Regions from separate parts of the Capra hircus genome. Here region 1 is linked to region 2. A link is a contact called in public Hi-C data. All regions are on one chromosome and are shown on one strand. The core of a region is the stretch at or near the end of the contact, and the rest is flanking DNA. Distances in the headings are between cores, read along the strand shown.

Region 1 (4,090 bases), core at 751-3,250, 180 kb before region 2:
ATAACTTATCACCTGTTATTCACTGTGCTTTCACAACCGCAGTGATCATTTCTGCAACTTTTCCACTACTCTTGGCCAGACCCTTGGCTCCTGCCCTTTGACCCCAGCGCCTCGGGACTGTAGACTCTCCTACCTGCTCCAGCTCCTCCTCGGCATATTTCTGGCGGCTCCGCTCATTCTCCGTGCCCTCCCGCAGCTCCTTCAGCCTCTGGGCTTCCTGCTTGGCAAGGTTGATCTCATCACGCAGCTTCTTCTCCAGGTGCACCTTTTCCACCTCCACTGTGCGGTGCTCCTCCTGGGCTTTGTGCAGCCTGGAGACAACACAGGGAGCTGGAGGAGCCAGGCCAGGCAGTGCCCGCCAGCTTGCCACAGGGCATGGCATCAAGAGGACGATGAAGCCTCCAGCACTCAGAATATACTCTCCCTACCCTGCCACCTGCCTGGCCCTGGTGAGGCAGCTCAGGACCAACAGCAACCATGGCATTACCCTACTTATCTGGACCATCATTCTGCTGCCAGTAACAAAGGCTGTGAAGCCAAGGTTCCAGGGTATCTGAATCCTTCCTTCTAAGGTGTTGGGGAGACAGTAGAGAGCCTGGAGTGCTGCAGTCCATGGGGTCCCAAAGAGTCAGACACGACTTACTGACTGAACAACAACAAGATGTCTCACATACTCAGATCATAACAATTACTAGTTTACAAGGTTTTCCACATTTGTCCTCCCTGCAGATAATGATACATTGTACAGTTATCAGCCTGGGACAGGTATGGACACAAAGGCTTAGGAAAGGGAACAAATGGCAGACAGAATTGAGACCAGAATTCTAATTTTTATGTGTTCAAATTGCACATTTACTACTCTTATACCAAGGTATCTGGAAGGTACAATCAATGTAGAATACCCTGAAACATAGACCAAAGACCCAGGGAAAGCTTGACAGTGAAATATGCTGGGGGTGATGGTCATGGGGAGATTTAAGGAAAATGAGAAGGGAACTACTGAGCTGTACCTCTTGGACTCCTGAGTACCTAAATCCCAAAAGCACAGAAATATGAAAATCATGCTAAAGGGGCTAGTTAGGATTTGGGGGAGCCCCTCATGCCCCTGACCGTAAGTTCCCTTCCTAAGCACATTCTTTCTCAAGGGCACCACTTATAATGAAAATATGCCCTTGGACCCACCCACACATTCCCTCTGTTTACTGACAAAATCCTTAATCCATCCAGCTAAGCTTCCTTCCTTCTTCCCTTTCTTTGCACTACATTTCTATGTTTATTCATTCATTCATTCATTCACCTATTCCTTCACCTAGTACTTTAAGGTGTCTACTAAATGCCAAGCCCTGTGTGACTCCTAGATATATGGAGATGAGTGAGAAGACTGCCCCTGCCACTGAGGTGCTCATGGCCTAGTCCAATATAGACAAGTAAACAGATAGGTGCACACAGTGTGATAAGTTCTGTAATAGAGAAATAAAGTGTTGGGTAGGCCCAAAGGATGGGGTGGTCAACTCTGCCTGAAAGGAGTAGGGGAAGGTGAGGCCTGGGTTAGACCCAGAGGAAAGAATAAGCATTAGCTGGTCCCTCTGGAAGAGGGAAAGGACTTAGCTACTTCAGGTCTTCCTACCTTAGTAGGAACCACTATGTTACAGGATAAGAGGGGAAAGGAAGAGGAAGAAAACGAGTGATATATGGCTTAGACTTGAGGTACAGAAGAGAAGACCGGCTGCAGAACAAGTAGGGACCACAGAAAAGAGCACTGACCGCTGAGTTAATTAAGCAGGTAAACGGAAGAGGCAGAAACAGAACTGAACCTCTAAAAAAATCCCAAGTACAGATCTGTCAATGACTGAAGCCTCAAAAGATGTGCTGAACAAATGAGGGAAGAGGAAAAATGCCTAAGCTGCAAGCTTTCTGCTGACAAATTGCAGCCTTCTGTGCTCTTTGTCCCTGGAGTGCAAAGGAACTGAACCTCATCGAGGCACTCAGCAGGTGGCGCTATGTGCACAGCTAAAAACAAGCCAGGGGCACCATTTCCAGCACAATCTCTTTGCCCTGAATATCCTCCTTTATTGTACTCTCCCATGACTCAACTGCTTGAAATTAGAGATTCAATTCTTCACTGAAATATTATCCTCTCTGAAAGCAGCCTCTTCTGAAAAGTCTATGATATGCCTGTTTTCTTCATACAATAGGGAGAATCAAAACTGACCTATTTTGGATGTAATAGCGATGAAGATCAACAAATACTACTGGGTGAAGAAATGAGCTAATAAATGTAAAATCAAGCCTGGGCCCACCTCGTCTCCTTCACAGAAGACTGAGCATCTTGAAGGCGGCAATCAGTTACCATCAGAAGTAAGAAAAGCAGGCAGTCTGACCACAGCTCGGATCTATGCAGCTGTGTGACTGTGGACAAGTCTGTTCCCTGGACCAGGCCTGTTTCTTCCTTTTTAAGTGGGACTCAAAATTCCTGCCTGCCTCAAAGAATTATCTTGAAACCCAGTGAAATCTTAACGGAATGCACATGTAGCATTATATTTATTCACCCAAAGCATCAGGAACTCTGGAAAAAGCTCTTTGGTGACTGGCAGTGCAGGCCTGCCAAAGTAAGGAGGCACAAAGAGGCACATGGGCCCCTGTGTCAGAGGAGAATATGTGTGTGCACAGGTGTAAGACTGTCGTGGGTTGGGAGGGGTGTGCATTCGTTTCTCAAAGTGCCACAGTGGCCAGTTAGCTCTGGAGGCCTTGGGGAGCAGGGAGGGCTGGGAGTTTAGTTTTATCCCCAAACTTGGAATGCCTCCTGCCTAGATTCTTTGCCTTTGGAATGAAAACAGTACATGTTTTTCAGACAAATGAAGAATGGGGACTGCCCACATAGCAGCATTTAGCCCCCAGTTGGAAAAGGGCCCAGGAACAAGGGGCCCAGCAAAGTAGCCAGGAATCAGCTCAAAGATAAAACTCCTCTTGCCTCCTAAAAGCCCATGGAAACGAATCTGCTAGGGGTGTCTTTACTGAGGCAGCAGCCTGCGGTTAAAGAAATTCCTAACTTACTACTTACGGACACTTACCCTCTCCGAGGCTTCATTTCTTCAACTCTAAAACTGGGATAACAATACCTACCTAAGAGGGTTGTGGTGATTACAAACAATAATGTTTAAATGTACTTAACAATATCCAGTTCTTAATAAACCATTTCCCCATCCTTCCAAAATAAATAAATAAATAAAAATAATAGAAAAGAGACAGACTTCATTTCCTTTTATGTGGATTCCTGCAAAGACTCCCCAACAGGAGTCCCTAGGCTGTCTGAATCATTTTCTGACAAACACTCCTGAAGTAGGCTTCTCCTTTTCTTAAAACCAAAACAAAGCAAACAAGTAAAATACCCACATTGATTCTCTATTGCCTTTTGCATCCTACTAACATGTGGACACGACTTAGCAGCAACAGCAGCAACATGTGAGTCCAAAGGTACCAGGGATCTGGCCTCACTCTACACACTCAACCACAACCACCAGGTTAATCTTTCCTACCCATCTTTCAAGGCCACCTCCTCAGAGTCCACATCCATTCATCTCCTGCCTCTGTGCCATTCCAGTCCTTGCAGCTCTCTTCCTATAGGATGGCACTGAGTCACTGCTCCTTCTTAAGTGCGTGCTCTGTGGCCCAGAAGCAGTGATTTTCTTCCAATTCCCCACACAGACCTGATTCCTAGATGTCAGAAAGTACTTAGGTTGGCTGGCGGACTGTCACCTTCCCTTCACAGCTAGATCTTCTACAATAGTTTCTAAGCCATGCTTTATTCAAACAGAACCTCAGACTATCAGAGCTAAAATGTCCTGGTATGCTCCTAGTTCAACTCCTTTACATTACTAATGAGGAAATATGTCCCAGAAAGGAAAGGGATTTACCCAGTCATACAACAGTGGGTGCTTCCCAGGTGGTGCTAGTGGTAAAGAATCCGCCTGCCAACACAGGAGATGCAAGAGACATGGGTTCAATCCCTGGGTTGGGACGATCCCCTGGAGTAGCAAATGGCACCCCGTTCCAGAATTCTTGCCTGGAAGATTCCATGGGCAGAGGAGTC
Region 2 (4,431 bases), core at 1,457-3,956:
AGGCTAAGCAAAACTCCTGTGTTCTGAGGATACAGAGGGAATCGAAAAGCTATGTAAAAAGCTCCTCACCAAATCCAGTCCATGAGCCCAGACCACCTCTCTGCAAAAACGAGTTCCTATCTGAGTCAGAGACAAAGTCCCAGACAGGCGCAAAGGGACAACCTACCAGAACAACAGTGCTGGGGCCTCCAGTTTACCACCAACCATAGCCATTCCCAGCACCTGGGTCTCTAAGATTTCCTGCCTGGGATTCAACATTATTGTGACAACAGAAAGTAATTTCTGAACTGAGAGGAAAAAAAAAAAAAGAGAGAGAGAAGCTTTAGTATAATCAACATAACCAAGCCTCTAAAATACATTGTGTGGAGGGCTGTCTCCATAAGCTTCATTCAGGGGGTGGTTATGAGAGATGAGGAATGCCTCTTACCTATGGCATACACAAACACACAAATCTTCCTGATAGCTAGCTAGTGCCTAAATTCAAAACTTCATCCCTTTTAGCACATGTTTAAAATACACAAATGGTTCCTTGCTGACCAAAAAAAAAATATATATATATATATTCATTTTACATCAGGCACTCATATTTTAGGGTGAAAAAGGAACATATTATTAGTTACAAACAGGAATGTCACTGGGACAGCAGAAATGCTCCTCAAGTCTTCTTCACAGTTTGACCCACATCGGCCTACTAGTTTCCCCCTTCATAGCCCAATGAGAACCAAGCTTTCAGTTAGTTTCAGGGGCCAAGGAGACAATGTGTGGAGAAACAGGATTAATATGCAAGGAGGTCCTATCTTCAAAGCTACATCCTAGGTGCCATACTTATATATAAGGCAACTTCCGGCCTCACTTGTAAGTCAACCCTTGAGGTACCTATAATCACATCCAGCCCAGTCAAGGAACTTAAAGGGGGATTACCTAAGAAAGGGTCTACCACCAAAGTCAGCCCCAGAATCCATCCATGAAACTTCCTGGCCACCATGACACTTCCTTTTCCTCCTTGTATCAATGGGTGTTCACTCAGGTGACCCCTCCCTTGAGCTTGCCCACCCGTAGGAAGAACCCAGCTATAAATTCTCCTTACTCTGCAGCCCACTGCTTTGGGCAGATCCCAGTGACAGGGTGAGAGACATGAGGGTAAAAAACTGGATTCCTTCTAAGCTTTGTGTAAAACAACTGAATTTTAAAGGTGCTTTTTTTTTTTTTCTCTCTCTGCAACAGAGCACCAGGGCTCCTACTTTTTTGACAAGGCTCCATGAGTACACAGGAAAAAGCAGGAGAGATCAAAAATATCGTAGAACTCCTACCATCATCAGTCAGAAGAAACAGAGTAAGTCAACAAGTGGTCCCAGGAATTATATCATGCCTATGTCAAGAAAAGTCCATTTAACTCCCTAGTGGTAAACAGCATTCCATCTAAGGAACTGCTTTGATATTTCAGATGGGCACAGCTAGGAGACAGCAGATTACCTAAGGGCAGGGAGGAAATAGGGTTCCCACGCTCACTGGAATAGCAAGGCACACCTCAACACTAACTTACAGAGTAATAAAGCTGGCTCAGTCCTGACTTTCCCTGCCCAGTCCAAGTAGCCTCAACCTCCCCTGTGCTGCCAAGTGCTGAAACTGGCCAAGAGCAATAGACTTATCATCTGCCCAGGCCATTATTCCAGGCAAGTAATCCTGAGACAGGGTCTTGACTTGCTGATCTGAAAGGCCAAGGTGTGCCAGAAGCAAACCGCCTTTCTCTGCCAACAAAAGACATCCTGAGGAGGGATGAAGAAAGTTGTTCAAGAGACAAAGACATCAGCAGTAGCTCCTGAACGGAAAGAACTCCCTGGACTCCTAAGAACTGGCAGTGCCATGATTGGGTGCTCCATCAATCACAAGTGTAGAAACCGACTGTTCAAACTTCCCCACTTGGGCAACTCAGTTCTTGCCCGTGGCAAGGCCTTACCTGCTGCAGTGGACTCCTCAGAATTGGCCCCCGAGCCGGTCGCCTTCTCGCTGTGGCTTTGGCTGAGGCTCTGGCCGTGATGCAGGAGGAGCCCCCAAACGAGCCACAGGGCAAGACGAGCGCACACATCCATGACTCCAGGTCTCAGTCAACATGCGCCTGATGGAGACACCTCAGGGTCTCAGAGGCAAAGTTGGGAGCCCGGTCTTGGAACCCCAGGCAAGATGCCCTCGAGGTGCCGCAGCTGTCCAGCCACCCGCGAGTCTGCCTCCTCCGACAGCCAAAGGTCAAGTGCTCCAAGTTTGGGAGCGGGAGGAAGGCCGGCGTCTCCGGCCCAACTGTGGGTCCGCTGGAGCTGCGACGGCCTGAGTGCCCTGTCAGCTCGAGCCGCTTCCGGAGAGTTTGGACAAGGCGGCCGCGGAGCCGCTGTCCGCTCCGCAGCCGGCTACACCCTTTGGGGAGGGGGTGAGCGGGCGGGACCTCTCGCGGTGGGGGAGGGAGAGAAAGGAGGAGAAGGGGGCACCTGGCTTCGCCCCGCCGGGGATCCTCGAGCAGCGCAGGTTCGGGGAGGGCGTGCGACTCCGAGGCCCCCGCGGGCGCGGGCGGCTCGGGGATCCCAGGCCTCCAAGGCCGAGGTCAGCGATCCCGCCCAGTCCCGTGCCCCGGCCGGCGGTGCCCAGGTTCAGCAGGCGGACGCGCACGGGCCAGGCCCGGGATAGAGGCTCGCGGGCGTGCGGGCGGGAGGCGCGGGGCGGGCCCGGGGCGGGCGGGGGCGTGCTCTCCCGCAGGCCCGCCCAGCGCCGCCCGGCCCCCAGCGAAGCCCGGGCCCGCCCCAGCGCTGGGTTTATCCCGGAATAACCTGTTGTAGGCAGCCACCCGGCGCCCGCAGACCCCGGAGGGCTCTCCCGGTCCGCGCTAGTCTCCGCTAGGATCCCTCTCCCCAGCCAAGTGTCGGGTCCCAAGCCTCCCTTTCGCCCACTAGTCTCTCCCGTGCTAACCGCCCGCAAACGGACGGGCTGGCGGGCGCTGACACGCAAGTCGCTCAGGTAACCCAGGCCTGCGGCGGCGGCGGCGATGATGACACTGGCCCGGATCTCCGGGCCTCGGTGCCGACCCACTCGCCTCAGCTCTAGAGCCGGGCAGGGCAGAGGGCCTGGACACTACGACTGCCGCCCGGTACTGCCAGAGGAGACAACGACCCGGCCCGGTTCAGCCGGGGGCGCGTTCCCAGCCCCCTACTCCCGGCCGGCATCCCAGGCTCCGCCCCTCTCGCCGCGCCCCGCAGCCAATCGGCTCCCGCCTCTCTGCAGCTTAGGAACCCGCGCGCTTAGTCACCCCTGTGCAGCGGCCCCTGGCGGGCAAAGCTAGGTTCTGCGGCCGGGATCGGAGCTCCTTGGGAGGCCCTGCCCCTTTGCAGAGAGCTGGGGAATTAGAGCGAGGACCCGCCCCGGGGGAGGCCCATTGGGGCCTGCTAGTGTTTTCAGAAGGAATGATGCCAGAAAACAAAGCGAAGCGTCCAAACCAGTATAGGTAAAATGGCCCCACACATTCCTAAATGGCCAAAGGGCCCCATATCTGCCTTCCTGACCTTCCCCCCCAACTTACCCCCCCCAATCCAAGCTAAGTAGGATGCCCTCCCTTAACTCTCTCAGCCCGTTTTCCTACCCGTCCCCCAACCCCCTCCCCTCTGAGGTTTCTGCGGGTAGGGCCTGTGTAGGTTCCTCCCTGCATCTCACTCTCCCAGCTCTGTCTGTGGCTTGAGGGTGTTAGCGACTTGAGAACGAGTGCCCCTATTAAGAGGGAGAAGCGTCTGGGCCTCCCTCAACAGAGCCTGCACTTCCTGTTCTCTTCTCAAGTGTGCTGTCAGCAGATCTTTACTGAAACCTGCTCTGTGCCCTGCCCTGTCCTTGGCACCGGCGGCAGGAGAAGGGATTAGGCCCCGGCCCTCCCCTGACAGTGCTAAGCCAGCTACCTGTTCTGAGCAAGCCCTCTGAAGATCGGGAACATGGATTTGCCCAACAGCTGCCGGGCTTAAGAGTTAGGCTGTTAATATAAAAATACACCTCCGACGTCATCTACTACCACCCTCCCACTCTCTTATTGAACTTCGGTTACACTGGTCTTAAGTTCCTCAAGCACATGGAATCTCAGCCACCTCCCATGCCTCCTAGCTACTGTGGCTTCTACCTGAAACACTCTCTTCCCCTCCAGGGCCTCCCATGAAAATGGCCCCCTTCCTCACATGACTGACTTCTCATTCTTCCAGATACAATTCAACGGACTTCCCTGGTGGTCCAGCGGCTGAGACCCTGCACTCCCAAGGCAGGGGGCCTGGGTTTGATCCCTGGTGAGGGAACTAGATTCATATTCGGCAATTTAAAGATCCTGTGTGCTGCGACAAAAATGGAAGATCCCACGTGCTGCATCCAAGACCAAGCACAGGCAAATAAATGAATAAATATACATGGAGAAGG

Evidence for each region. A called contact is a pair of places that touch in the nucleus more often than the background predicts.
Region 1: a Hi-C map of blood shows a contact between it and region 2, with 2.7 times the contacts expected there. The contact joins the enhancer-like site here to the promoter of STIM1 in region 2. A contact is called at or near these places in 4 of 5 Hi-C or Micro-C datasets (blood and liver).

The regions. Positions count from the first base shown.
Region 1 is chr15:32,294,806-32,298,895 of ARS1.2, reverse strand. STIM1 (stromal interaction molecule 1) reads right to left here. Exons shown (of 13, transcript XM_018059438.1): 7 at 134-311. Among named protein-coding and RNA genes, the nearest start is that of RRM1, 19 kb to the left of the region's middle. Within about 2 kb of position 2,000, at least 2 of the 5 cell types and tissues checked have an H3K27ac peak or open chromatin away from gene starts, as enhancers often do.
Region 2 is chr15:32,115,746-32,120,176 of ARS1.2, reverse strand. It overlaps STIM1 (stromal interaction molecule 1), which reads right to left and starts at 2,706. Exons shown (of 13, transcript XM_018059438.1): 1 at 1,958-2,706. The coding sequence starts at 2,090.